Linked DNA regions of Mus musculus: regions 1, 2, 4, 5 and 6 are each linked to region 3. A link is a contact called in public Hi-C, HiChIP or PLAC-seq and promoter capture Hi-C data. All regions are on one chromosome and are shown on one strand. Each heading gives the region's core, a stretch centred on a gene start, on an enhancer-like site or on the middle of the called end of the contact. The rest is flanking DNA. Distances are from core to core; before and after follow the strand shown. Region 1 holds the start of 3110099E03Rik (RIKEN cDNA 3110099E03 gene). Region 2 overlaps BC052040 (cDNA sequence BC052040). Region 3 holds the start of Zfp770 (zinc finger protein 770). Region 4 overlaps BC052040 (cDNA sequence BC052040). Region 5 overlaps BC052040 (cDNA sequence BC052040). Region 6 holds the start of BC052040 (cDNA sequence BC052040).

Region 1 (4,029 bases), core at 1,371-3,870, 1.3 Mb after region 3:
TGGTAACATTGACAATAATACACAAATTAGCTAAGTGACGCTTTATGGTGTTGGTTTTGATTAACGTCAGGAACCCAAAAATGACATTAATGTAATGCAGATCCCAAAAGGCAGTATGCACTTTGACCCTAGACATACATTTCGTTTGCACCATCACCAAGATTAATCCTCCCTCTGGATGAAGACGAGACAAAACTCTGGCCACTGGCAGTGTGTGCCAGGCTGTCGAGAAACAAACCGCCTCAACTGCATTTGTTTAAGAGGGAAATCTTAACGCATAGAAAACAACAGCGGAGTGTCGTTTCCCATTGTCTAGTTAGGACAAAGATAAATGAGGCACTGTCAGCCCGAGATCAACCGCTTCTCCACTAACTTCTATTATTTGCTTATTTGTGAACCAGTGTTTAATTAAAAATATACCTAGATATGTGAACCACATGACAAAGTGATTGAAACCACTTCTATTCCACTATAAAGGAGGTGGTTTTTTTGGTTTGTTTGTTTGTTTGTTTTAATGAGAACTGAGTTGTATATGCATTTCAACCTGCAGAATCTCTCCAGGATTAATTCTTATTAACCACAAGAGGGTGGGGAAAAAAATCAATGACTGAAGAAATACCCGTTGTCTCTGACTTGAGTAGTAAAGAAAGAGCAGAAGAAGGAGTCAGGATGACGTAAAGTTTGCTTTGAAAGTGAGGTATTTTTGCAGATGGGGAGGAATTCTGTGATTTGAATTCAGAGACCCTTTTCCCAGGTTACCCAGGCGGGGCATACCCACACTAAGTCAGTGGAAGAATGACCCTGTTACAGCAGCATCAATCTCTAAGGTCAGGTTTCATCGTGAGATGTTATTATAATCCCGCTTCCCTGGTCGTGATTTTCACAAATCCTTGTTGAGCGCTCAATCTTTTTAACACCCTAAAGAGGTGGCGTATGCTAATTTTTTTAAGATGAAACCTCCTCTTTTCTTCATAACAATTATTTATAGCCGAAACCCCCTAATGGTATATATAGTTTTTTAAAATAATGCAATCGTTCCATTCTTGATTAATTTGACACCTATTCATTTAGGCTATTTTTCAAAGTGTTGCGACTAAACCCCGGCCCTGGCTAATGATCATATTCCGTTTCAATAATGGAGTAGGAAGAAAAGCCATATTTCCATGCTTTGTTCTTTTATTCACATAAATAACTACCATTTGGAGAATGCTTTATGGGCAAAAATATACAACACATAAAGCAATGTTTTAAAATTTGAACTAAATCCACCAGAACTGGAAAGATCACCAAAATTAAAAAAAAACGTTGTTAATCATTTTGATTTTTTTTCAAAATATATTTATGAAACAAAACAAGAATATCCTAAAAGAACATTTTAGTTGCTATAGGCATGCATTTTCAATTATAATACCCTTGATTCCTCCCATCCCCAGTAAGAAAACAGACTGCCTCACAACTGCTTTTCCTAGCAGTTTAATTTTGAAAAATCTCTCATCTGTCCCTGCTTGCAATAGATTGGCCTTATGGCTAGGTTTCTCTCATTTTTTTTCTTTCATATTTTTCAGTTAAAGTTACAAGGAGCAAAATCATCTATTTTCAGAGGATTTTGCATGTTTGCTCATCTAAATATTATTTTTAAATGCAGAGCAGCTTATTTCTCTTACATCAACATATTAAGTGTTAGCTACAGCAACTTGTAGCAACACACACAACCCACTGTAAAGCAGACTGGAGCTAAGGGGGGGGGGATTCCTTCAGAGGTCGTATTTTCACTCTGCCTAACTAAACTATAAATTGAGATTACGACAATAAATTATTTTTATGATCTGGGAAGGAAAAGGTATGGGTTGAGTTTTCAAAGATATTTGGGTTTAATTCATATGTTAAATAGGCCAAGGATAACCAAACGTTAGAAGAAATTCAACCTGGACCTATGCTAAATAGAACCTCAAATTAGGCACTCACCACCAAATTAATTAGTAATTGATAAATTCAGTAGAAATATATCATTTCTTCATACTGCAAAGCCAAATAGTATGATTGAAAACTTAAAATACAAAAAAAAAAAAAAATTTAAACAAACAATCCTGACAATCTTTTAATCAAAGCTATTGTTTACAGCGTGGCTTTAAGGTCCTCGTAGTAACATGTTTAACTCGTTAAAAACACTCATTCAGCTATAAAACTACTTTCTTAGGTCATTTGATTCCTCTATAGCAAGCTGAAACCTCCCCCAAATGCCTCCATTGACATTTTTCCAGCAGTTACAATGGCTCTTAGTCCAAATGTCATTTTCTCGTTTCATCTTCAGTTCTCAAAGAGCAATCTGTGAAGCCATAATTTTACACGAATCCCTTTTCAGGTTTAAATGCAGTACACTAACTTTTAATCAGATCCCCGAGGTGTGGCAAATAAAGAGGCCGCTTGTGGAAAAGTCTGTTTTCCTAAGAGTTTAATCGGATACTTCCACACCACAACATTCTGTAGACATGGTTTTCGCTTTGAAAACATAATCTTATCAGAGGGTAGTTGGTGTAAAATCCTGTCTGTTTTCTTACCTTTGAATGTGAGCTCTATTTATACGGTTCCATAAATGATGTCTACAGCTAAGGCATTTCCTTATTGTAGAGTCTTACTGAGCACAGTTAATATAAAAACACGTAACACTTAGCAGGATGTCAATGTAGTTCCCCGGACAGTCTAACCTTATGAAAGCGTCCCCTTCCCATTGGAGGAAAAGACATGACAGCTGCATCTGAACTTGTCTTTCTGGTATTTTCCTCTGGCTGATTTTTTTTTCCCACAATACACAAAGGAGATGGAGTCTTCATTTGTAACCTCCGGTGAAGGTAGGACAGCCCATGAAGGAAATAGACACCCACCTCTCTCTCTGGATGGAAAAGCTAAAGAAACTTGGTGTCCAAAATGCAAGCACTTAATTCTCCTGACTATATTTTAAAATGCAACTGTAGCTTTTCCATAAATCTGTGTGGTGAAATATTTCATAACATTGCATAAGCTCTTCCATGTTTTTTTTTCCTTCCATGCAAGAATGGTTTGCAGAAAGTCCCAATGTTTCACTTTTTCAGCAAGTTACTTATACTTGGAAGTGACTTTACAATTTGTGGGAAAACAATAGGTACTTAGACATAGCCTACTTACCTGTTGCTCTCTGAAAATTCCCAACCGTGAGAGTGTGATTTTACTTCTGTTTTTAGGACATACCACCAACGAGTAGGGCAGGAGAGGCGGTCATAAACAGACCCTCTGGATCTGCGATTGGGCTCAGAGTTTTCTTGACAAATGGAAACAAACTTTCGAGTCCAAAAGAACATTCTGAAACACACCTCAACTTTGGTTTTTTTGGGGGGTAACGGCCCCGTGGAGACTGTCTTTATGAAGGGTCTTAATGAGTGTTCTGCCTGTATTTTTCTACTAGGGATGTCAAATAAGGTTCAAAAGCGAATGTAAACTGTAATGCAGTGACGCGCACTAAAAATAGCCCTATAAATCTGCTCATTTTGTTTAGATAGTCTCCAGAGTTGTAAAAAGTACGACTGCTCAGTTTTAGTATTGTTTTGGAAGAACTAATTCTGCAGAGAACAGACCACTGGCTATTCTCGATTACTTTGCAGAAGGTTTATTAAGGCTGTCTGTAGCCTTAATTTTTCTTTAAAGGAAACTTTATCCTCTATTTTTTCCCTAACTCTAATGGAATCTTCAATGGAAAAAAAAAAAAGAAAGAAAAGAAAAAATAAAATCCATTTATTCATTAGAATTAAGATTTCTCAGAGTAATTTTATCTAAAATGGAAATTAAATTAATTAAAATTCCAAATGGCATTCTCACCTCCAGGAATCAGTCAAAAATATGTTGCTTCCTAAGGTCCCAGTAATAGTCACAGTATTTACACCTAACTTACCATGAGGTTTTAAAAATAACTCCAGGAGAACATTTTTAGGACATTTACAATCTGAATTAGACAACAACAACAACAATAACAAGAAAAAATGAACAAAAAATCAGGCA
Region 2 (3,886 bases), core at 232-2,731, 1.5 Mb after region 3:
GGTGGGCCATGGATGAGGGAAGGGTAGGCTGGGTTAAGCTGTCTGCAAGGAGCTGACTCATCTATTTGGTCATCTTAACTTGCTATCTTAACTCTCATAACTAAAGAGCTTGGATAGGCTGCAGCTGTGGGTCAGTGCTATAGGGCTCACCTCACTTGTTCAAGGTCTTGGGGTTTGGGCTCAAACATTAAGTCAGGTGGACAAGGAGCATAATACATTCCCTTTGATCACAGAATTCCAAATGGGGTACATGCAGGAGCTAGGCAGGTGACATAAAGGAGTGCTCTGTATTGACCCTGAAAGCAAGGAATACTTCTGCATGAGCAGCACCTTGTCAGTTCAAGGATTCGGACCTGGAAGTAAGACAGTCCCAGAATGACCAAACCTTTTAAATCTGTAGTATTAAGAATTTTATTTCTCTGTATCTCAAATTAATCCTCTAGTAGGCTGAGCCAGCCAGGAGGAATAAGCCCATAAGCAGCACTCCTCTGTGCCTCTGCATCGGCTCCTGCATCCAAGTTCCTGCCCTGTTTGAGTCCCTGTTCTAACTTCCTTCAGGAATGGACTATCAGTATGAACCTATAAGCCAAATAAACCCTTTCCTCCCAAGTTGCTTTGGCCTCAGTTTTTCATCACAGCAATAGAAATCCTAACTAAGACCACTAAGGAATATTCTGAAAACATAGTAAAGAGAGCTGGGAACAGCTTTCTGTCATACTGTGGCACAGCAAGTTTGAGGAAGTATCTGAGTTGAATTTCAGTCATTTCATTCTACTGAATTGAGTTGGATCCCTTTATACTTCTTATTCAGTCTCTTTAACTTTGAAAGTTTAGAATGGAGGCTAATGGCCTTAAGTATATGGCCACCATATATATTGCTTAGTCATAAGCAACTTGATATTTTGGCTGTAGGACATACCTATAGGGTGAAGATTTTCTAAGACATGCACACTGTCCTGAACGCAGCCATGTCTAGCGTCCTACATCCCAGAGAGCTAAGCACTGTTCATACTTTTACATATATTCTTTAGTCATCAAGTAGAAAGGGTAAATACATGATTGCATTCTATCTGTATTCTTCAGAGTCTGACCACATCATAATCCACAAATCTCTCAGATTAGCCAATATGTATACAATTGAAACACCAGAGTTTTCTAATGGATTGTAGTAAAATAAATGGGGAAAGATTGCTATTTCTCAAGCATGTGTAAAAGCAGAGTGATTCACTTTCACAACTAAAATATTTATAAATGCTTAATACTTAAGTATTTGGTTTATTATCATCTTGTAGCTAAGGCACTATAAATGATAAGTAAATTTATCCTTGCTCTCCATTAAACACCCAGTTGGTGATAAATTCTGAATTGTAGAAAACAGGATGCTGGCTAGGTGAGCTCTTTGTGTCTTTTAAATTTGCTTAAGAATTTACTCAACCTCCATAAACGTTACAATCTGAGGAATCTAGTTCTGGGTCCTTTGTTGTGTTAAGCAACCATCCCCTTCTTAGAATTGCTGGCCCCACTGCAAATTGCTCCAGAGGACAGGTCTGTGAAGCCTTCAGAAGGACTGTTCTGAAACAAGTTGTGGGCCTACAACAGTTATAAATGGTGGAGCTGGAAGGCTGGCTCTGGCGTTAAGAAGCTTCCTGCCTTCTCTGAGAACGAGAGTACAGTACTCACACGGAGCTGCTCACAACCACCTGTAACTCCTGCTTGCTCTAGGGGATCCCCTGCCTCTGGCCTCTGCAAGCATCAACACCCATGTGCATACACACAGATACATGCATCCATATGCATAAATTAAAAGATCTTCAAAAAACTCTAAGAATTACAAAGGCATTGTTTTTACATGTTCGTGGTTAGTGTGTATGAACTATAAAATTAACTGGTTAACTTTTTTTTAAGTATGCTGCTCACTACAAATTTTTGAATCAAAGAAATATGCACAAATATCCTATACATACTTTTAGCTGATTTGAACTTCTGAGTTCTATCTTTTGCCCCCTGATGTGTGTATGGTGTGCATGTTTGTATGTGGGTGCTCATCCAAGAGGTTCCTGCTGGGAATTGGGCTCACTTGCTTTTCCCAGTTTATGCACTGATGCAGGGTTTCTCACTTGCACACAGAGCATCAATATGGCCTGTCCCATGAGCTAGCTTGCTCTGGGGATGCCCTGTCTCCACCTCCCCAAGCTAGAACCACTAGGCTCACCTGGCATTTACATAGGCCTTTGGGATCCAACATACTGTTATTCAATATAAAAAGGAGAAGAGAAAAAGAGTTGAGGGAAGATGGGAAAAAGAAGCACTGGAACTAAGGGCATAGCTAGTCCTTTTCAGCTCTGCTACCTCTGGGCTCAACAGTGGTGCATGATTGTAGGAGCAATAGGGTTAGAGCACTGACTACTGTTTGGGTCACGCTCCCTGTTTGGTACTTAAGCTAGCGTGCAGAGGCTTCTGCCATCTGGACTACTGAGTTCTTTTCATCTATGTCAGATAGAAACAGACCAACCCAAAAGTGCCTGTCACCTGCTCAGTGAATATGAATACATTTGCACACACACACATCCATATCCGTGTGTGTCTGGAAAGTCCTGAAAGGAGAAGCAAAGCAGTGTTCTCAGGAGCTTTTGATGAAATCTATCTATGGAATGGGAACATTTTCTTACTTCCCAACTCTTGTTATTAAGCATTTAGGGTTTTTATTTGTGTGTGTGTGTGTGTCTGTGTCTGTGTGTGTGTGTTTTGTAATAAAAACACATTTAGCTTAAGCAAGTGCAGTATTTGGAAAGTGTTTATTATGTGTCTAGACAAAAGTTAAGAGCACCCAAGATATCTAACTGTGCAATTGGTATATGGAGGCGGTGGCATGGGATTTTGGCAGAACACACGTGGAGATCAGAGAACACTTCTTTCCTTCCACCTTTGAGAATCAAACTCAAGTGCCCTGGCTTGGACAGCCAGCACCTTTACTCACTCAGCTGTCTCACTGCCCTGGTACAGTTATATTTAAAGCTTTTATGTGCGGCTACCAGAGTTGTACAGTAAAGAGCAGCCATTATGTTGGTTTGGCTGTCCTAAGTTTTCATTTACTCCAGATTGTTTTGTTAGGATCTTTCCCAAAAGTTGTGTGTTCTGCCATTCATTCATAAAGGTCACTATCTTTACTTTCTTAAAAAGGTGTACAAGTTCTACCATTAAAATAAAGCAGGGAATTTTAAAAAGTATGTCAGAGACTCACAGTCTTTGTCTAGGTAGCCAAGAGTGAAAAAGAGCCAAGAGTATATATACATATAAAATGTTTTGAGTAAGCTTTAAGACACTTAGTGTTGAACCTGAGTTTATCCTTGTAAGAGGAATTGTTTTAATTGTATAACTATTTGGTGTTGTATAACTGCTTCCTACCACTTTGATATAAAAAGTTCTTTAAGAACCAGATTTTATTTTTTTTAATGATTAGGATCCATTTGACTCCTTTTTGTTCCCTCATGCATATACCCCTCTCTGTGAAATGAGTGAATTTAGTTTCGTATGAACATGAGTATGTTTAAATATATATACACATTAGGCAAAAGATAACCAAAGATACCAGGACTGGGAGTGGCCATAAGTAAAGCAGTGTATGCGGAGTTGAGGCAGGCTTGGTTAGCAGTGAGGGAGTTTTGCAGGAATCGCTGGCTTTGAGCTCATACTTTAGCATCTGCTGTGATGTAGCATTCTCTGTCGAGAGCAGAAGCCAGTGTTTGGATAGCATGCCTCCTTGCCCAGTGGCCCTGCTTTTGAACTCTGCCCTGCATGCGCTTTTAGTTTCTAGTTGCATTTTTCCTTTATACCCCTTCCCCTTACATCAGCTAGTTCTCTGAGGAACCATGAAGAAAATTAAGGC
Region 3 (3,828 bases), core at 12-2,511:
TGGGGAACTCAAGAACTTCTCCAATCTTTTTGTATACTTCTCCTTCCACTTACTGATTCTACAGACTACCACCCTCTCTCAAAAAAACAAAAAGTCTCGCACTAAAACAACACAAGGCAACTATATGATTATAAACAACAGGCACTGGCTACCTCTAGCTCCTGTACTCAAAAGGGTCTGCGGTCAAGTAGCTATCACTAGTATTAGGATTGGATACGCACTTACTGCGAACCCTACCTTGTCAGAATCATTTGTGGCAAGTGGTGATCTCACTTCCTATTTATAAGTAAAAGGTCAGGGATTTCCACACTCCAAGCACAATCCCCCCTGTGGACTTAGAGGTTTAAATCCCATTCACCTGATCTTTTTTCCCCCATTGGCTTTTTAAACTTTTTAAAAAATACACAAAAGCTAATTTTCACGTTAAAGTGAAACATGACAAACCAATGGATGTGCCTCAATGACTATCCAGACATTATAACATGATAGGAGCTCACACAACGTTAAGCCAAGTAACTATAAAAACTGACATCGATAAAATCCAATGTTGTTTCAAGGTTGAAAGTAGCACTGTCTTTGCAAATACCTCTTTAAAAGAAAATCACAAAATACAAAATAAATTACAAGAAAGAAATAAAACACCGTAGAGAAACTTAAGAGTTCCAACTGGAGAATTATCTATGGTAACATTTACAACAGTCTTCGCCTCTTTCTTTCTTTTTTTTTTTTTTTTCTTTTTCTCTCCATGGCCCACTCTCTTGGCCTTGAACCATCCATGCATCACCTTTCCCTAGACGGAAGCTATGTGTTTGGCCTCATCTGCTGTGCAAGTAAGGAGTCTGCAGGGGTCAAGCCGAGTTCAGGGACTGTGATATCCCATGCCTAGAAAAGAAGGGCAAGGGTGAAAGCTCCACTGACTGCAGCCAGAAGATGGGGTGCAGGGGAAGAGCTGAGTGAAAGATGGGAAATAAGTGATTCGACCCCAGGAGATGGGGCGCGGGGCTCAGCTCTTTTGAGTTTACCGCTCTGACGAAGCACATGCAAGGAGCCGAGGTCGTGGCACCCTGTTCGGATCCCCAGGAACCTCGGCGGGACTTGGGCAGGCCTGACCCTCCCCGGGATTCGTTCCATCTCGCACGCAGGCTTCTGGGGTCCTCCACACTCACCCGGAGCTGGCAAACGCCGGGCAGGGACGCATCTCAGAGCCTGGGTTTCGCCAAGACGGCAGGCAAGCTCACGTCCGCAGGGTCAGCGCGGCGACTGGCTGAGTGCGCAAGCGCGGCGTTCAGGCGCGCTCTGAATGTGGTCCGTCCGGAAACATCCTCTCACGATCTTTGGGCCCTTGCTTGCTTTTTATCCACCCAGTGCTGCAATTTCCAAGGAGAGAAAAAGGAAGACTCTAAATGGATGCATGCACTTTCTGCCCTACTGTTACCGACCCTTCATTGTGGAAGTCCCAGAAAGGACTGTAAAACGCCAGCTCTTATTGGAATCCATGATTAGAGTTCAAAGCCCATTCATAATTTTTTGTAAGCTCAGGGCTGTTGGTAAAACTCTCAGTATTAGGTACATTCTAGATCACGACTGTTCTCAGCATTTCATATTTCTGTAAATACGACCAAGAGGTGAAGGCATACAGAATCAGCTTCTCTCAGGGGCCCTATCCATTGTCCTGCCAGGGGCTGGTCTTGCTGATTTCACTAGTTCTATGTATTTTGGACATTTACAATATAGAAAACTCTTTGCCCAGCATTTTGGGTCTTCTTTGATGATTTATGTAAGATGTCTTTGGACAACATGCATGTAAAATACTCGACATTATACCAAATACAAAAGCTTTGTGAAATGATAGAACCCTTATTAGGGTCCAGGAATAGCCACACAAACGACTCAGACACCAATCTCAGTAAGGAATGGATGATTTATTGAATGCACACTCCAAATACAAATCTGTGATGGGAGCAAGCATCAGAACCAGTTTTTCTATGGAATAGGTGCATTTGCAGCATTTACAACATTTGCAACATATAGGCTATCTAGACAAAGCAGAGCTGACTGACCTTTAAGCTGATAGACTAGGTCTAGAGGCCAACAACTGAACAGGGGAAATTCTGTTCTTGATAAAGGAAATCAAGGCATTAATGATGCAGGACTCAAAGTTTATCATTAGAAAATATAAGCATCGGGGGCTGGGGGGGGGTGCTCAACCAAGGCTGTGATGAGTGAAGTTAACCCAGGGGACCAATTCAAAAGGGATTCATACCAGCTCTGTTTTCTTTCTTTCTCTGTTGTTCCCTATCAAGGATGTTACTTCTAATTTTTACCAGAGTGTCCCTGATTACCCCAGAGTGATTAACTTATAAACAACCTTGCTCTCCAAGGGCCATACATAAGCCCCCTTCTTTTAAGAACAATAAATTTAGAGCCCTTTGACTCTGTAGGACTACTTCAGCTAAGGAGTCTTCTTGAATTTGTAGGAAGAAGGTGGCTGAGTGAAGCTGGGCTAAGTCTTTATCAACTTGTACTCTCAGGTATTTTTACAATGCTGGCATCCCGGGACTAGAGCTGTCCTATCATGTGCAGGAGAGCCTGCTATCCCCAGTCTTACTAGTGTGGGTATCAGAATAGGGGCACTACCTAGTTGTTGCAGGAGACCTTTGTGACTGCATCCTGCAGTATCTTCATAATAGGAAATCTGGGGTAGAATATGTAGCATTATGCACAATTCAGGTTTTTGCTCAATGGCAAAATGGCTAACAGAGAGAAAGGAGTAAGTCCTGGAGTACAGGCAACCCAAAACCCTCTGGGTGAAGCCAGGAGATTGTTCTCTTTTAGCCTGATGCTATTAAAGACCTTTATCAAATGCACACACATCAGGATCATGACATACTTGAGATTAAGATCAAGTAGGTAGGGATATCTTTTTGACCTAAAATAAATTCCAGTTCCCCTTATATACCCTAAGGTGAGGGGAGTATCTCAGGGGCATGATATGCTATTGTTGAGGGAAACCAGCTTGATGGTCTGGCATCTGTTGTTGCTATGCCTATACAGTAGGGAGCTTAGGGTTTTGGGCAGACCCAACAGTCCTCTCTCATATCGGGCTGGGGACTGTTTAGGAACTTAAAGGTAGCCAAAACAGTGTCTATGAACAGGAATCTGAGTGTTGAATGGAGTCCTAGGTATCCTACAGAAGGGGTCTTGGAAGTAAAATTTGTGGTCCCTGATACAGGGGGTACAGAGGAAAACTGGCTGGGAAGGGGAGCCTCAGGGATTTTCACCAAAGGTCCTATGGATTTAAAAAGAGATGCTTTGCCTTACCTTTGAATGGTGAACATGGTTCCTAGATCTTGGCGTGTCAGGTATGTTCTAAGTCCCCAGTAGGCATAAGGGGGAAGCAAGTCTCGTCTCTTCAAGGTGATGGTGACCAGGTTGCAAGTGCAGGCTATCTTACAACTAAGATTTCTTTCAAATTTTGTGTCTAAGTACTCATCAGCTCTATAGGGCTCTTAGCCCTTAGCCCAAGTAACACAAGACCAGAAGAGACAATAGATCTCTTTTTCATCCAAACAGTAGGGTACCTCAGCTCCCTTAGTGGGACAGGCATAATACGATCTTCCTCAGTTTTCCCTCCTCAATGTTTCTAGGTTGGCACTATTGAAGAATGGCACCAGTTCTTCTTCCCAGTCCCATGTGCCCACAAATAAAACTCAGACTCAAAATATATTTACAAACACCTTGGCCATATAGCTAGGCTCTTCCCTAACTAGAATATCCCATTTATTCTCGCCTACATTTTGCCACATGGCTGGTTACCTGTGCTCAGGT
Region 4 (3,717 bases), core at 473-2,972, 1.5 Mb after region 3:
TTCCGCAAAGCCACTCCTGCTTGTGTTCTGCTGGTGATCCCACAGCAGTTATCAAGCATTATAATTGGTGTTTGCTTGTCACCTCCTTCGAGTTAATGCTACCTAGTTGTTTTATCTATCTTTAAATGCTCAGAAATTGGCAGAATGCCTGTCATACAGTAGGCAATCAGTGGGTAGTTATTCATTGCATGATTGTGCGATAGGTATACTCATACTTAAATGTGCAACTATAATTGAAATAAACTGTTAAGGATTATATAAGACATGGTGACATTAAACCATAATTGGTCCAGTTTTTTCTTCTTGAGAGTGTCATCCTCAGGATAGTAGGGAGTGTCTCAATTTCTAAAACCCTTTTATAGACTTTATAGATATATAAACTTTTACAGCCCTGTTTTAGAGAAATATTATAACTTTTTATATTATTATTAAATTGGGCAATGAAGAGTAACCACGTGGCAAATGCATTTTGTAAAGTTTCCCAGCTAAATATTTATGTTTGTTTGTTTTGTTTGTCTTATTTTGTTCTGTTGAAACAGGATCCTACTCAGTATCTAAAGCTGGCTTTGAGCTCATGGTAATCCCCCTGCCTCACCTTCTTGAATGCTGAAATTGTAGATGTGGTTTCTCCCACCCAGCTTTACATTGATGATGTCCTTCCCTATGCCAACGTTTCAGACTTCTTTGGTGTGAAAACTGAAATGGAATGCCTTGAAACCCTGTAGTAGAGACAGTTGGTGGTTCCTTAGAGATGCTAGAAAAAAGTCTGCTGTGCGTAAAGACTTGCAAGTTGAGGTTTGTGTGAAGATCCCCATGTTCTTTGCCCGTCCAGGCTATCTGTAGGAGTGTGGGTGTAGGTGCCCCACGACCCTGTCTTCTCCTTCTTCTCACTTCACCTGGAAAGGTGTCGACCATAACCCAATGTAGACAGCCAAGCCCCATGCAAATCTCCACAAACCCTTGCCCTCTGAGGTTGTACATTCCAGTGCTCGGCCATGGTAGGGGTATTTTGCTCCCTAAGGAGCACATTTTGATGTCCTTACAACAAAGAGCATGGCCTAGAGGTAGGGAGACAGAGGTCGGGTTCCTTTGACCTTGTAGAATCCTCATTGTGTGAACTGGATGCATCCAGAATAAGAACAGAGCCTCTTCTAAGCTCATGTGCCTGGCATGGATTCCTCTTCACTGGGTCTGAGGGACAGTCTCCATGGCAGCAAGGTGTACATCTTCCAAAGCCTTTGTGTGCTGGCAGTAAGGCTGTGGAGATGAACACCAGAGGAAATAGGACCTTAATCACACTGTTGTACTTGTACGGAGATTAAGAGCCAGGTTCCATCTGTCAGATTTTTGAATGGTTGGCTCCAGAGAGTCTACTCTCCTACAGGCAATGCTAAGCTAATACCTTCTGCCGCAGAAATTGATTTGAGTTCATTTCTTCCCTCTCAGGGCTTTTTAAAGATCAGTTATTTGTTCAATGGTCTAGTGATTACTTTCTCTGCTTGGTGATAACCTGAGAGGAGGCATTTCAAACAAGGCCGCCAGGCAGTGAGAGGTAAGGAAGGTATGTTTCAGAGGATGGCCCAAGTTTTTCCTGTATTAAGATACTTTCAGGAAGCCTGCAATTAGTCAAGTCACAGATTTCCAGTTATTTCAGTCTTGTTAAAGGCAAGGCTGATCACATCTGTCGTAAGTTGGAGTTTGTGCCTCCGCATTAGAAGCTCTCACAAACCTTCAATTACAGCAGCCTCAGAAAGCGCTGCTGCAGTACACTAACAAGCAGTCATCAGCAACAAGAGACAGATCGACTAATAATTAGCCAATGCGCTGGAGAGGACCTCTGTGAAGGTAAAATATAATAATTTGCCTTTCCATCTCTCATAGTGGAGTTGCTTGGGAGGTATTGACAGCCCATTGTTCGACAAATACTGGACACTGTTATTAGCTACAGCAACCTCAAAATATTTGATAAAGACAAGGAAAGTGTTTTCTGTGTACTTAGTACCTTCATGAGAATGTTTTCTCAGGGTCCCCAAACCATTTCATCTGCAGCTGGAATATAAATCACAAGGTTTTCCCCAGCAAGGAGTTTGCACAGTGTGCCATCATTTGTGATTTGCAATGATAACTTTAAAAGCAAAACTGAGCAAAAAAATAGAAATGTTGTCTTGAGCCTTTCAAGCAGGTTCTGCAATGAAGACATGGTTGTTGCAAGATTGAAAGGAGTTTAAACAAAGGATTAAAATGAAAGAAAACATGTCTGTTAGGAAATTCTTTACTTCCTTAGGTACGCACCTATGTGTCCGATCCCTATCTTTCAGCATGGTGAAGAGTGTTCTGAGGGAGATAGTGACCAGTTTCACAAATCAGGGAACAATGAAGTGTTGAAACACTAGCTTTTCCTGCTGACCCATGTGATGGAGTTCATCTGTGTCATGCAGGGTTCAGAAATGCTATGTTAAACCAAATCAACAAAGAAGGGATTGAGGGGCCATCAAAGAATGCAAACATTGTGATCCAACCATGCAGACAGGTAAGAGGAGGATAACAGCGTCTCAATAGAAAGGGACACCCACAGCAGTGTTAGCACCAATCACCCAACACCGTTCTGTGCACCCTTCTGTGGGACCTTTTCTGTAGCTAAGTCTAGTGGCACAGAGATCAGACTGAAGTGGGTGTAAGCTTCACTTTGTATTCTCAATCACATGGAAAGAAAACATTTTGTCCATATTGATAAATAATTTACTTTTGGAGAACTAATTTCACTTCTGTGATAGGGTCTGCACCCTAGAAAATTTATTTTATCTTGCAAACTTAGATAGTGTTGCTAGTGTGTACCTAGCATTGAAGTACTGACCTAGCTTTGACTCTGATTCTAATTTTAATTATGCATTTGTGTGTGGGTATGTGAAAGTGAATGTGGTGCCCACAGAAGCCAAAGGTGTCAGATGGGAACTGCTCAGCCTGGGTGCTGAGAACCGAACTTAGATCCTCTGCAAGAGCAGTGAGTATTCTTAACTATTGAGCCATTGCTCCAGTCCACCAAATGGAATCTTAACTAGGACACACTAGTTCCAAGCAGCGAATGTGTACAGGCAATGGGATATTCCACAGGAGTGCTACCCCTGTCCTTGAGTGATTGGCAAATGAGGCTTAGGGTCTTCCTATGAATTCTATACCTATGCCGTTTTGTTCCACCATGAAGCTTCACAGAAGGCTTGGGGAGAAGTACTGGATAGATCACTTCGTTAGCTTATGAGTAAACTAAGCTGAAGCTAAAAATCTTGCCAACACACAGGACATGAGGACTCATGTCTGTGTGGATGGACAAAATGAGCCAGGTATTCTTGTCTTGCTCAACAGCCTTGCACTATATTTAATATGAATCTGTAGAGTCAGTGTAAAAAACTATCATTGTACCCTTATATCCAGAATACAGTGACCTTATTGGGAGTTCAAATCAAGTAGTTGATTTATATATGATCCAGATGTTAATTTAAATGATAAATTTAAATTCAGGAGATAAATTGGCTAAAGGATATTTGTTAGGGAGTATATATTTTTAAACGTTTAATTAGAGTTTCTATTTTATCCTGAATTATAAATTGCTCCAAATAAAAACCTATTTTAATAAATAGGCTTTAAAGATTTAAGACAGCTTTTTTTTTCTCCAGGTGTATATAATTGACATAAAGCACATGTATTTGAAGCCTATAATTG
Region 5 (4,145 bases), core at 628-3,127, 1.6 Mb after region 3:
TCTCTCTCTGTCTGTCTCCCTCCCTCTCCCCCAACCTCCCTCCCTCTCTCTCTCTCTCTCTCTCTCTCTCTCTCACACACACACACACACACACACACACAAGTGAATTAAGAGTACAAACCGTTTTCTTAAACTAATGATGTCTAGACCTTTAACAAATTAATGTAGAAACATTTTAATGAGCCTAATCAGATTATGATAAGCACTTTGAAAACTCAAGATAAAACTTGGGGAAAGTCTGTACTCTGAATCTTTACTAAAGGTTTTTGTTTTGGCTACTGCATTTAAATTTTTGAGTAGCGTGCATCTAATGAAAATGGAGTAGGGTATCTAATGAAATCGAGGAAGCTTTTGCCACGGTAGTATTCTTCAGCTTTTCAATGGTTTATCTTTAGTTTTAATTATGCATATATCTGTAGGTGTTGTTGGGGGTTGTGCTCATGAGCTTGGTGCTAGTGGAAGCCAGGGGAGGACACCTGATCCCCTGGAGCTGGAGTTAACAACTATTTGTGAATGCCTCAAAGTCAGTACTGGAAACCAAACATAAGCCCACTGCGCTCTAACCACTGAGCCATCTATCTCTACAGCCCCATAAACTACATCCATTTTTATTGTTGAATTAATAATATCAACCCTAAAAATATTAACCCTATCAAATTAAGTGCAGTTTAATAAAGGAAAACAAGCCCCTGTGTTAACCAATTCTCACACTATAAGGAAGTTTACATATCATCATACCATTACTATGAAAGGCTTTTCTGTACACACAGTGATCTTCCTCTTCTTGCAGATACCACTTCTGTCCTCGCTGAAATGTCAAGGTCCCAGAGTGGCAGCGGCCACCTAAAGACATTAGAATTGAGAGGCTACAAAATTGGCACAGGGATGGTTGGTACCTGCCCAAGGCGGATCCATTCTAGAGCCAGTATGTAATCGTCAGTGACATGAAAGAACTGTCCTCCCAAATGGCACCTGTTAGCCTGCTTCAGTCAAACTAATGCTTGGTCCATAAATAAGCCTAAAAGGCATTATGAATGTGTCGGGAGCACTGGGTGATTGATCTGTGCAGCGTCTATCATGAAAATAGACCAAAGGCACCAAGATTGCTTCCCTGTGGAAATCATGGTGGTAAATTGCCCTTCGTGTCCCTGTTCCAGGCCTTGCTGATCAAATTGTGGATGTAACAACTTCACAGACTGAACTTTCAGTCTCTTGAGATCTTCGGTGTCTTTCCTCAGAGTGGAAATACAACTGTGCCTTGCTCTGCCGTGGGGCCTCATGAATGGGCTCCCACAGGGATGGCTCTGCTGTCAGCCTTTCCCAACCCTGACTTCTAAGGCTTGCCACTGTTCAAAAGTCCAGCTGGAAATGCTTTTGTGTTAGCTTGAAAGGGAAGATAGGAGTGCCAGTGTTGGGACATAACCTGCCATTAAGGTTGAGGTGACAGATTTAAGCTAACGGAAAAATCTTAGACCTATTTTCCTGTGAAGGTTTGCTAGCAAAGTCCTTGGGCAGTTTTTAACCCACCTAGCCTCCCCTGTGTGTGTCACAAGGTTCAAAACCCAGCTAGACTGCGTACACCAGGTAGGCAGAGGTACCCCGTGTTACTTTCCTGTCTCTCCTTCTCTGTCCAACAATATTTAGCCGTGTACCAACAAGTCACAGGTACTGAAGGCAACCGAGCAGGGTAGAGGAAGTTTCTCTGCCTTCAGTATTAAATTTTATGCTATTAAGTTTCACAAGTTGGACAAAGACTTCATCTGCGCCAACAACCACACAAAAAGCAAAGGTCTTTTGTGAGCACAAGACACTCACGGGTTCCTTCTGATATCACCCTGCATTGGCCTCAGCCCAGACTGTTAGTTCAAACCCTAAAAATAAACACCTATTAATCAGCTAAAGGCAACATGGGTGGATCAGTCCTCCGACTGAAGGCCCACATCCACCCTCGGCCAGTGGCTCATCTGGTCACCTAGAATGAAGCAGGAGGCGGCCACAAATGTCTCTGGGAGAAAAAAAAAAAAAGAGGGTCTTAAGCTTAATGAAATGTTTAAAGTAGCCCTGCAACTCCTCTCCACGATGACTGTGGCTTTTCTCTTGGTGAAATCAAAGCCCCTGCTGCTTCCTGGGCTCCATCCCGGAGCCAGCTGGTGAGGGGAAAGCTGCAGTTCCCCTCAGAGTCCAGGGCCGGCTCTGCCTTACCTGACTTTTAATCAAAAACCAATCAGAAGGGAACTCACGCCTGGAAGTCCTTATCATCATAAAATTCAGCTAATGACTCCTTGTGAAGTTCAATAAAGTTGCCGTGTACTTCACTAAAGGAAACTGTTCCCTGGTCACCTTGTGCCCACTGACTTCTCAAAGAATACAAATCAGAGGAACCCCGTGGAGCCGTGGGGGAAGTGTTTATATAGACATGGCTTTGTCTCAACCACTCAGGAAAGGTGAGCTTGCAAGTCGAGTTTGCAGAATTTTTTTCTTTTCTTTTCTTTTTTCTTTTTCTTTTTCTTTTTTTTCTTGAATGGCAATCCCTTTTTTTTCTGTATGTGGTGGGAGGGAGGAGGGGACCGTTTGTTTTAGTGTACACATTTCTTTAATGTGTTTACCCCCAAATAAGTGAGCTGCAGTAGATACTTTGGCCCCACACAAAGTAAATATTTAACTCAGGGATTGCACACAGAAACAAGCCTGGAGTGTTTGGGTTTAAGCAGGAGGATTGCCCTTGGGCAGAACGGGCTGCCAATGTGCCTCTTATAGTTGATGCTCTCCTTGGCCCTCAGAGCAGCTTCCTCTGAGGTGTCAGTCCTTCACCCTCATCAACCCTGCTCGCTCACACCCCGCCCGACCCATGTTTTCTGAATGATCACTGTCTTGCTCTCGTGTGAATCTTCTTGATCCATCCACATCTGTATCTCTACACATCTGCAGTCTCTTCCCTTTCTTATTTCTCCTCACCTTAGACTTCAAGACTGTCCCTGAAAACCACCACCCCTCTGCTCAGAGCCCTCTCTGGCCTTCCCAGATAGAGTCTCTGCAAGCCATAGCACAGCTGTCTTAAATCTGTCTCCTTCTTTTGGTTTTTTGTTTTTTGTTTGTTTGGTTGGTTGGTTGTTTGGTTGGTTGGTTGGTTGGTTGGTTGGTTGGTTGGTTGGTTGGTTGGTTGGTTTTTCGAGACAGGGTTTCTCTGTGTAGCCCTGGCTGTCCTGGAACTCACTCTGTAGACCAGGCTGGCCTCAAACTCAGAAATCCACCTACCTCTGCCTCCCAAGTGCTGGAATTAAGGGCACCACCAAGTTGAACCTGCCCATACTGCTGGGAGCCCCTGAGAAGTCAGGGTCTCTCCTAATGTCTTGTTTCTATCTGGCAGGTTTTTAGGAAGGCAGAAGATCTCGCTCTCCCTATTTACAGATGCAAAGGGATCTAACTGCCCACCACAGGTGGGAGGTGGAATTGGTTCAGCTAGGCATACCAATCCCTTCTGTGAAATCCCATCTGCTTTCTGTTTGGTTTTGAGCATTTCACCTCTGACAGCCTCGGTTTCCCCAGCTGTCACATAAGAAGAGTGCATTGTCTGAGAATAGTCATATCACTGTACAGTTTGTAGAATACAGTGAGAGCTCTGAAGCACTGTGCCATCAGCCACTGAGGAGTGGAGCCAAGTCTCTAACCTCATCCTGTCCAAGCAGGTTCTATACTCACTGTGGGTCCTGTGACACTTACTGTAAAATTATGAGGTGGAGTTCTGGCTCCATATTTCTTTCCTACAATTGTCTGACAGAACAACTTCATTAACCTCGAGGAAACAAAGCATCTTTAGAAGTCACTCCTGGCCACCAGGCCTCCTAAGACCTCACTGTGTGTCACTTGCACACACACACGCACACAATCCACACCAAAAGCCAGCTTCAATGTCCCAAAAGGTTTCTGTGTTCTGTCAGGACAGGACTAACCCCAAACTTCAACTCTAACTGTTCCTCCAGTTATCTGGGGATTTTTGTTGTTATTTTTACTTTGCTCTCTAGAAACTTTAAATAATACTTTTTAAATGTTTTCTTAAGCTAGAGAGATAGCTCAGTCAGGAGAGTCCCTAATCTGCAAGCCGGAGAACCTGAGTTCAGATCCACTGCCCACACAGAGCCCTGATG
Region 6 (4,236 bases), core at 177-2,676, 1.4 Mb after region 3:
TAAACATCCTACCTAGTTTACTTAAGGAACTTAGTCTTTATAACCTAAGTTACGTAAATAATGTCTGTTGAATGCTATGCTAAATAAATGTCTCTTGTACTATCTTATTGTTTTTATTGACAGATGGTCATTGGACATAGTGCTGATTTCACAAATATAAATTCTTTCATTTTTATGTCCACACACTCCCCCAGTCTTATTGCTTTCTCAGTATTTCTCTGCGTTCTTTCTTGTACATATGTGTATGTATGTAAATGTGTGTGTACTTGTGATCTATGTAAAACTGAAGAGCCACAAGGGAGAGGAAGCAAAAGATATTGGTTTGAGTCCTTTTTCCAGATGTAGTCATTATTTTAATCTTTAAAACTGTGTTTCTAAACCACATTTTGTTTATTCTTTCATCTGTTGACTGACAACTACGGTGACTCCATAACTTGGCTCTATACTACCTTATTTAGTCTTAAAACCTGCCTCATGAATTACAAATTTTTATAGGTAAAGTAATTGAGGCTTTGATGAACTAAAGAATTTACCAATGGGGTCTTATCTAGGCCAACCTTCCAACTTACACTTTACACCAAATGAAAGCAGTAAACCGTTTAAACGTGCTAAAACCTAAGCAGATTTTCTTCCTTTTGCTCAAAATGGGAGAGAACACATATCATACGCCCACCTTAGAAACAAAGGTTTCAAAAAACCAAACCAAACCAAACCAAATATATAGATGCTCTAATATATTAACTCAGAAGTTCGTATTTCTACACATTATTGGGCACTCACTATTGTGGGGGCCAGGAATTTACTTCTTTATGTATGCGAGAGTGGAATTGACATTCTACTGCCAGTTGTTTTAAGATGCAGAATTTAAGTTCTCAACAAAACCAGCATTGCTTTCCACCAGAGAATTTAATGCAGAATTTAAGTTCTCAACAAAACCAGCATTGCCTTCCACGGGAGAGGCTGAAGAACTTTCCCAGCACAGGCGAAACCGCTGGTTTGCAGAGATCCTGTTCGCTGCTTAGCTTCCGCTCACCTTGCTCCTTTGCAGGCCATCTGCTCAGAGCGGCAGAACTGGGCGTGTCGGAAAAAAACACATTCAAATCCCGCGCTCCACCAGAGCACTTCCGGGTTTCCAACTCCAGGCTGGAAAAGCATCCCTGTGACCCGAAACGGGCCGTCTGTGTTTCTCGCAGCTGGCAGAGTGTCTTCAATGAGCGTCTGGGTTCCGATCTCAGGGAGGTGTTGCTGGGGACACCTGCCCCTAAAGACGCAAAAAGAATTCGGTACGCAGCCGCCACTTCCTGGTTGCTTTGCCCTTACCCAAGATGGCGGCTAGTTGCCTTCGGCCCGGCTTACTGCGGCTGCTCAGTACACTCTGCTGGCGCAAATAGTTCTACAGCCCGCCTCTCCCGCGGAGGTGAAGCCTGGGACGCTGCGTGTCTCCGCCCCGCGGTGCAGCTAGGGGGGTGTGCTTTGGGGGCATAAGGGATAGCTAAATAAGTGGAGGGCCCAGGGTCGTACCGCGCTCTGCCCTTCCCTAGGTTCTAGGCACCAAGCCCGCACGAGCCCAAGGGTGATTTTTCCTTGGGCCCAATATGATACTAACCAAAGCCCAGTACGAGGAGATAGCCCAGTGCCTAGTGTCTGTACCGCCCACTAGGCAGAGCCTGAGGAAGCTGAAGCAGAGGTTCCCCAGGTAAGTCCCCATCTCCAATTCTCACAGCATTTTACCTGCACCCCAGTTCCCGCCACCCTGGCAGTCATAGAAGCCACGTGTCACACACAAATGGGAGGAACAGAGTTAGGTCGAAGATCATGAGAATGCTCTCTTCCCTCCACCTGCCTACCATACAAAACATTTAATGGCTGAGGCTCCTGAAGTCACTCCAGGCCTTGGGAGTTGAATCCAACTCAGCAGATCTTTACTTGATACATATTGCGGGTATGAGAGTGTACACATATTAAGTAGGTGCTTCATAGATGACCAGTGGTTAATCCACAGATACTAGCAGTAAATAATTGGTAATGGGATCTTTGCAACGTAAAAAAACGTGAATTGGCGGTTCATCGCACTGGGGTGCTGCCAACTTGACACAGACACCTAGAGATGGTAGATCTAGAGTGAACAGGACCCTTTCGGATTGCCACTGGTAGCAAGAGGGCCCAGGCCCAAAGGGGGCCTTGTCTTGTTGGCTGTGCAATGAAAAGATTCTTTATAGAGTTGAGAACATTAGGGGGTCACACTCTTGAGTCTGGTCATTTGGATCTCAAGGTCTGAAGGTTTCTCATTGTGTGCATACGTATTCCCCATGGGTTTCATACTTTTCACTTTGTTGTGGGATTTTAGGATTTTCCCACCTGCTAGGAAAGGTTTCTTAGAGATTATATAACATAGATTTTTTTCCATTTATAAGATGTAAAAACTGAGACCCACTCATTACTTGAATACCTGTTCAAAACAACTAGGTCATCATAATTAATATGTTAAATAATACAGAACATTTTGTATATTTTTTTATTCAAAACATATTATGACATTGAGCATAGTTACTCCTAATGGAGAGCTTTCCTATCAATAACACATAGCCTTTGACCATGCATCACCAGAGAGATTTCATTGAGAAAGACAAGTTATTGGATAGTAGGTATCAATACAAATTGAAGCATATCTTTCATGACCTCATATTTGGTAGACTAATTTTCCTAGACTCTAAAGAGAAAGGCTCTCCTTCCAATATTGTCCATACTTAAGGACTTTGTAGCTAGGGGATTTATCATAGTTCCTGTTCAAGAGCAGAGTTGACAAGTTGGAATTTAATTATTATCACTAGTTTTTTTTGCATCCTTTCTAAAATGAGTGGTGACTGACCATCCAGGGGGAAAAGGTATAAGATGTAGGTATATTATCACATGTATGTTATATAGTATATGGAATGTTTTATATGTGTATACATTGCTAGGGAGTTTTGGAGCTTTTTTGATACATTGCTATCATTATGGACACATATTACTATTTTCAAAAGAACATATGTATGTATTTGGATCCATATGTGTCAAGGTATGTGTGGAGGTCAGAAGAAAATTTGGAGTTGTTTCTTTCCTTCCATCAAATGGGTCTGGCAGTGGAACTCATGTAGTTAGGCTTTTTGGCAAGTGATTTGATCTACGAAACTATTTTACCAGCCCCACCATTAAAATATATATATATATATATATATATATATATATATATATGTGTGTGTGTGTGTGTGTGTGTGTGTGTGTGTGTGTTCGTATGTATAGTTATATGTATAGTTATATCCTAGAGTGTTTTCTAAAATTTAAATTAAAGCTGAGAAATTAAATAAAATACTACTAAATTTGTTTTGAATAATAGTAAGTATATTGCTTGTTGACATTTTATCTATAATAGTCATAATTCCAAAAATGGTTGAGATACGGCTGTATACTTTTGCAAATCTCTTTAAGATCTGCCTTAACTACAAGAAGCTGCATCTATTTTTATATTTAACTAGTTGTCATATATTGCTGATAAAAGGATAAGAGGAGGGACTGGAAAAATGGCTCACTGAGGAAAGTGCTTGCTATGCAAGCATGAGGGGCCTGAATTTGGATCCTGTAGGAGGGAACCTCTTCAGGTTCCTTGTCTCCTCTGTTTAGCATTTTGGTCAAGGTCACATGCTTTGTCTTCTGGGAGCCTCCCCCATTCCATGTCTCTTGGACTTCCTAGAGATTCTCCACCTCCACCCACACCCACATCCATCCTTACCCCTGGGGCAGCTGCAGATTTCTATTGACTCTCCTGGCCTTCTGAGCCTCTCTCCTGTCTCTCTTCATGGGGTATCTTTCCTTGATTGGTGATTGATATGAGAGGGTCCAGCCACCCCTTGGTGGTCTTGCAATGTGTAAGAAAACAGATTGAGCAAACCATGGAGAGCAAGCCAGTAAGCATTGTCCCTCCATGGTCTCTGCTTCAGTTCTGTTTGTAGGTTGCTGCTCTAACGTTCCTTTGTGATGATCTGCAACTGTAAGCTGAGATAAACCCTTTCCACCCCTAGTTGTCTCTTTGGTCCCAGTGTTTTATTGTAGCAATAGAAAGCAAACTAACACGGGCCATTGCTGTGACACCCCCGATCGACCTCCTTGTAAGGAGGAGGGTTGCAATGGAAGCCCTGGCAGTGACTAGGTAGGTCATGGAGAGGCCATGTCTTGAAAAATATGGAGAGCCATAGGAGA

What was found. Promoter capture Hi-C pulls out the DNA fragments that hold promoters and counts their contacts. Hi-C and Micro-C count contacts between places; a contact is called where the count stands out from the background. HiChIP or PLAC-seq counts read pairs in DNA pulled down with a chosen protein or histone mark.
Region 1: a promoter capture Hi-C map of liver shows a contact between it and region 3, with 9 times the contacts expected there. The contact joins the promoter of 3110099E03Rik here to the promoter of Zfp770 in region 3. A contact is called at or near these places in 7 of 39 promoter capture datasets (the 3T3-L1 cell line, embryonic stem cells, hippocampal neurons and 3 more) and 2 of 115 datasets of contacts at active chromatin or transcription factors (astrocytes and embryonic stem cells).
Region 2: an H3K4me3 HiChIP or PLAC-seq map of embryonic stem cells shows a contact between it and region 3, with 10 times the contacts expected there. The contact joins the enhancer-like site here to the promoter of Zfp770 in region 3. A contact is called at or near these places in 6 of 39 promoter capture datasets (embryonic stem cells, hippocampal neurons, liver and 1 more), 3 of 115 datasets of contacts at active chromatin or transcription factors (astrocytes, embryonic stem cells and large pre-B cells) and 2 of 9 other capture datasets (adipose tissue and embryonic stem cells).
Region 4: a promoter capture Hi-C map of hippocampal neurons shows a contact between it and region 3, with 3 times the contacts expected there. The contact joins the enhancer-like site here to the promoter of Zfp770 in region 3. A contact is called at or near these places in 10 of 39 promoter capture datasets (the 3T3-L1 cell line, 3T3-L1-derived adipocytes, the C10 cell line and 6 more), 3 of 115 datasets of contacts at active chromatin or transcription factors (astrocytes, large pre-B cells and stem cell-derived neural progenitor cells) and 1 of 9 other capture datasets (adipose tissue).
Region 5: a promoter capture Hi-C map of liver shows a contact between it and region 3, with 5 times the contacts expected there. The contact joins the enhancer-like site here to the promoter of Zfp770 in region 3. A contact is called at or near these places in 7 of 39 promoter capture datasets (the 3T3-L1 cell line, the HPC-7 cell line, cranial neural crest and 3 more) and 3 of 115 datasets of contacts at active chromatin or transcription factors (bone marrow-derived macrophages and embryonic stem cells).
Region 6: a Hi-C map of B cells shows a contact between it and region 3, with 12 read pairs. The contact joins the promoter of BC052040 here to the promoter of Zfp770 in region 3. A contact is called at or near these places in 9 of 39 promoter capture datasets (the HPC-7 cell line, cranial neural crest, embryonic stem cells and 5 more), 3 of 484 Hi-C or Micro-C datasets (B cells and CD4 T cells), 8 of 115 datasets of contacts at active chromatin or transcription factors (the 230-238 cell line, bone marrow-derived macrophages, embryonic stem cells and 4 more) and 3 of 9 other capture datasets (embryonic stem cells, liver and macrophages).

What each region holds. Positions count from the first base shown.
Region 1 is chr2:115,509,581-115,513,609 of GRCm38.p6, forward strand. 3110099E03Rik (RIKEN cDNA 3110099E03 gene) reads right to left here and starts at 2,621. Exons shown (of 3, transcript NR_030712.1): 1 at 2,559-2,621.
Region 2 is chr2:115,713,995-115,717,880 of GRCm38.p6, forward strand. All of the region lies in intron 10 of BC052040 (cDNA sequence BC052040), which reads left to right. Among named protein-coding and RNA genes, the nearest start is that of Gm52524, 61 kb to the right of the region's middle. Within about 2 kb of position 1,482, at least 6 of the 459 cell types and tissues checked have an H3K27ac peak or open chromatin away from gene starts, as enhancers often do. A contact at or near this core is called in embryonic stem cells, where this site is marked.
Region 3 is chr2:114,200,171-114,203,998 of GRCm38.p6, forward strand. It overlaps Zfp770 (zinc finger protein 770), which reads right to left and starts at 1,262. Exons shown (of 2, transcript NM_175466.4): 1 at 1,167-1,262.
Region 4 is chr2:115,692,904-115,696,620 of GRCm38.p6, forward strand. All of the region lies in intron 10 of BC052040 (cDNA sequence BC052040), which reads left to right. Among named protein-coding and RNA genes, the nearest start is that of Mir1951, 56 kb to the left of the region's middle. Within about 2 kb of position 1,723, at least 6 of the 459 cell types and tissues checked have an H3K27ac peak or open chromatin away from gene starts, as enhancers often do. A contact at or near this core is called in hippocampal neurons, where this site is marked.
Region 5 is chr2:115,756,039-115,760,183 of GRCm38.p6, forward strand. The region is part of intron 10 of BC052040 (cDNA sequence BC052040); the gene reads left to right. Among named protein-coding and RNA genes, the nearest start is that of Gm52524, 19 kb to the right of the region's middle. Within about 2 kb of position 1,878, at least 16 of the 459 cell types and tissues checked have an H3K27ac peak or open chromatin away from gene starts, as enhancers often do. A contact at or near this core is called in liver, where this site is marked.
Region 6 is chr2:115,580,290-115,584,525 of GRCm38.p6, forward strand. It overlaps BC052040 (cDNA sequence BC052040), which reads left to right and starts at 1,427. Exons shown (of 11, transcript NM_207264.4): 1 at 1,427-1,696. The coding sequence starts at 1,596.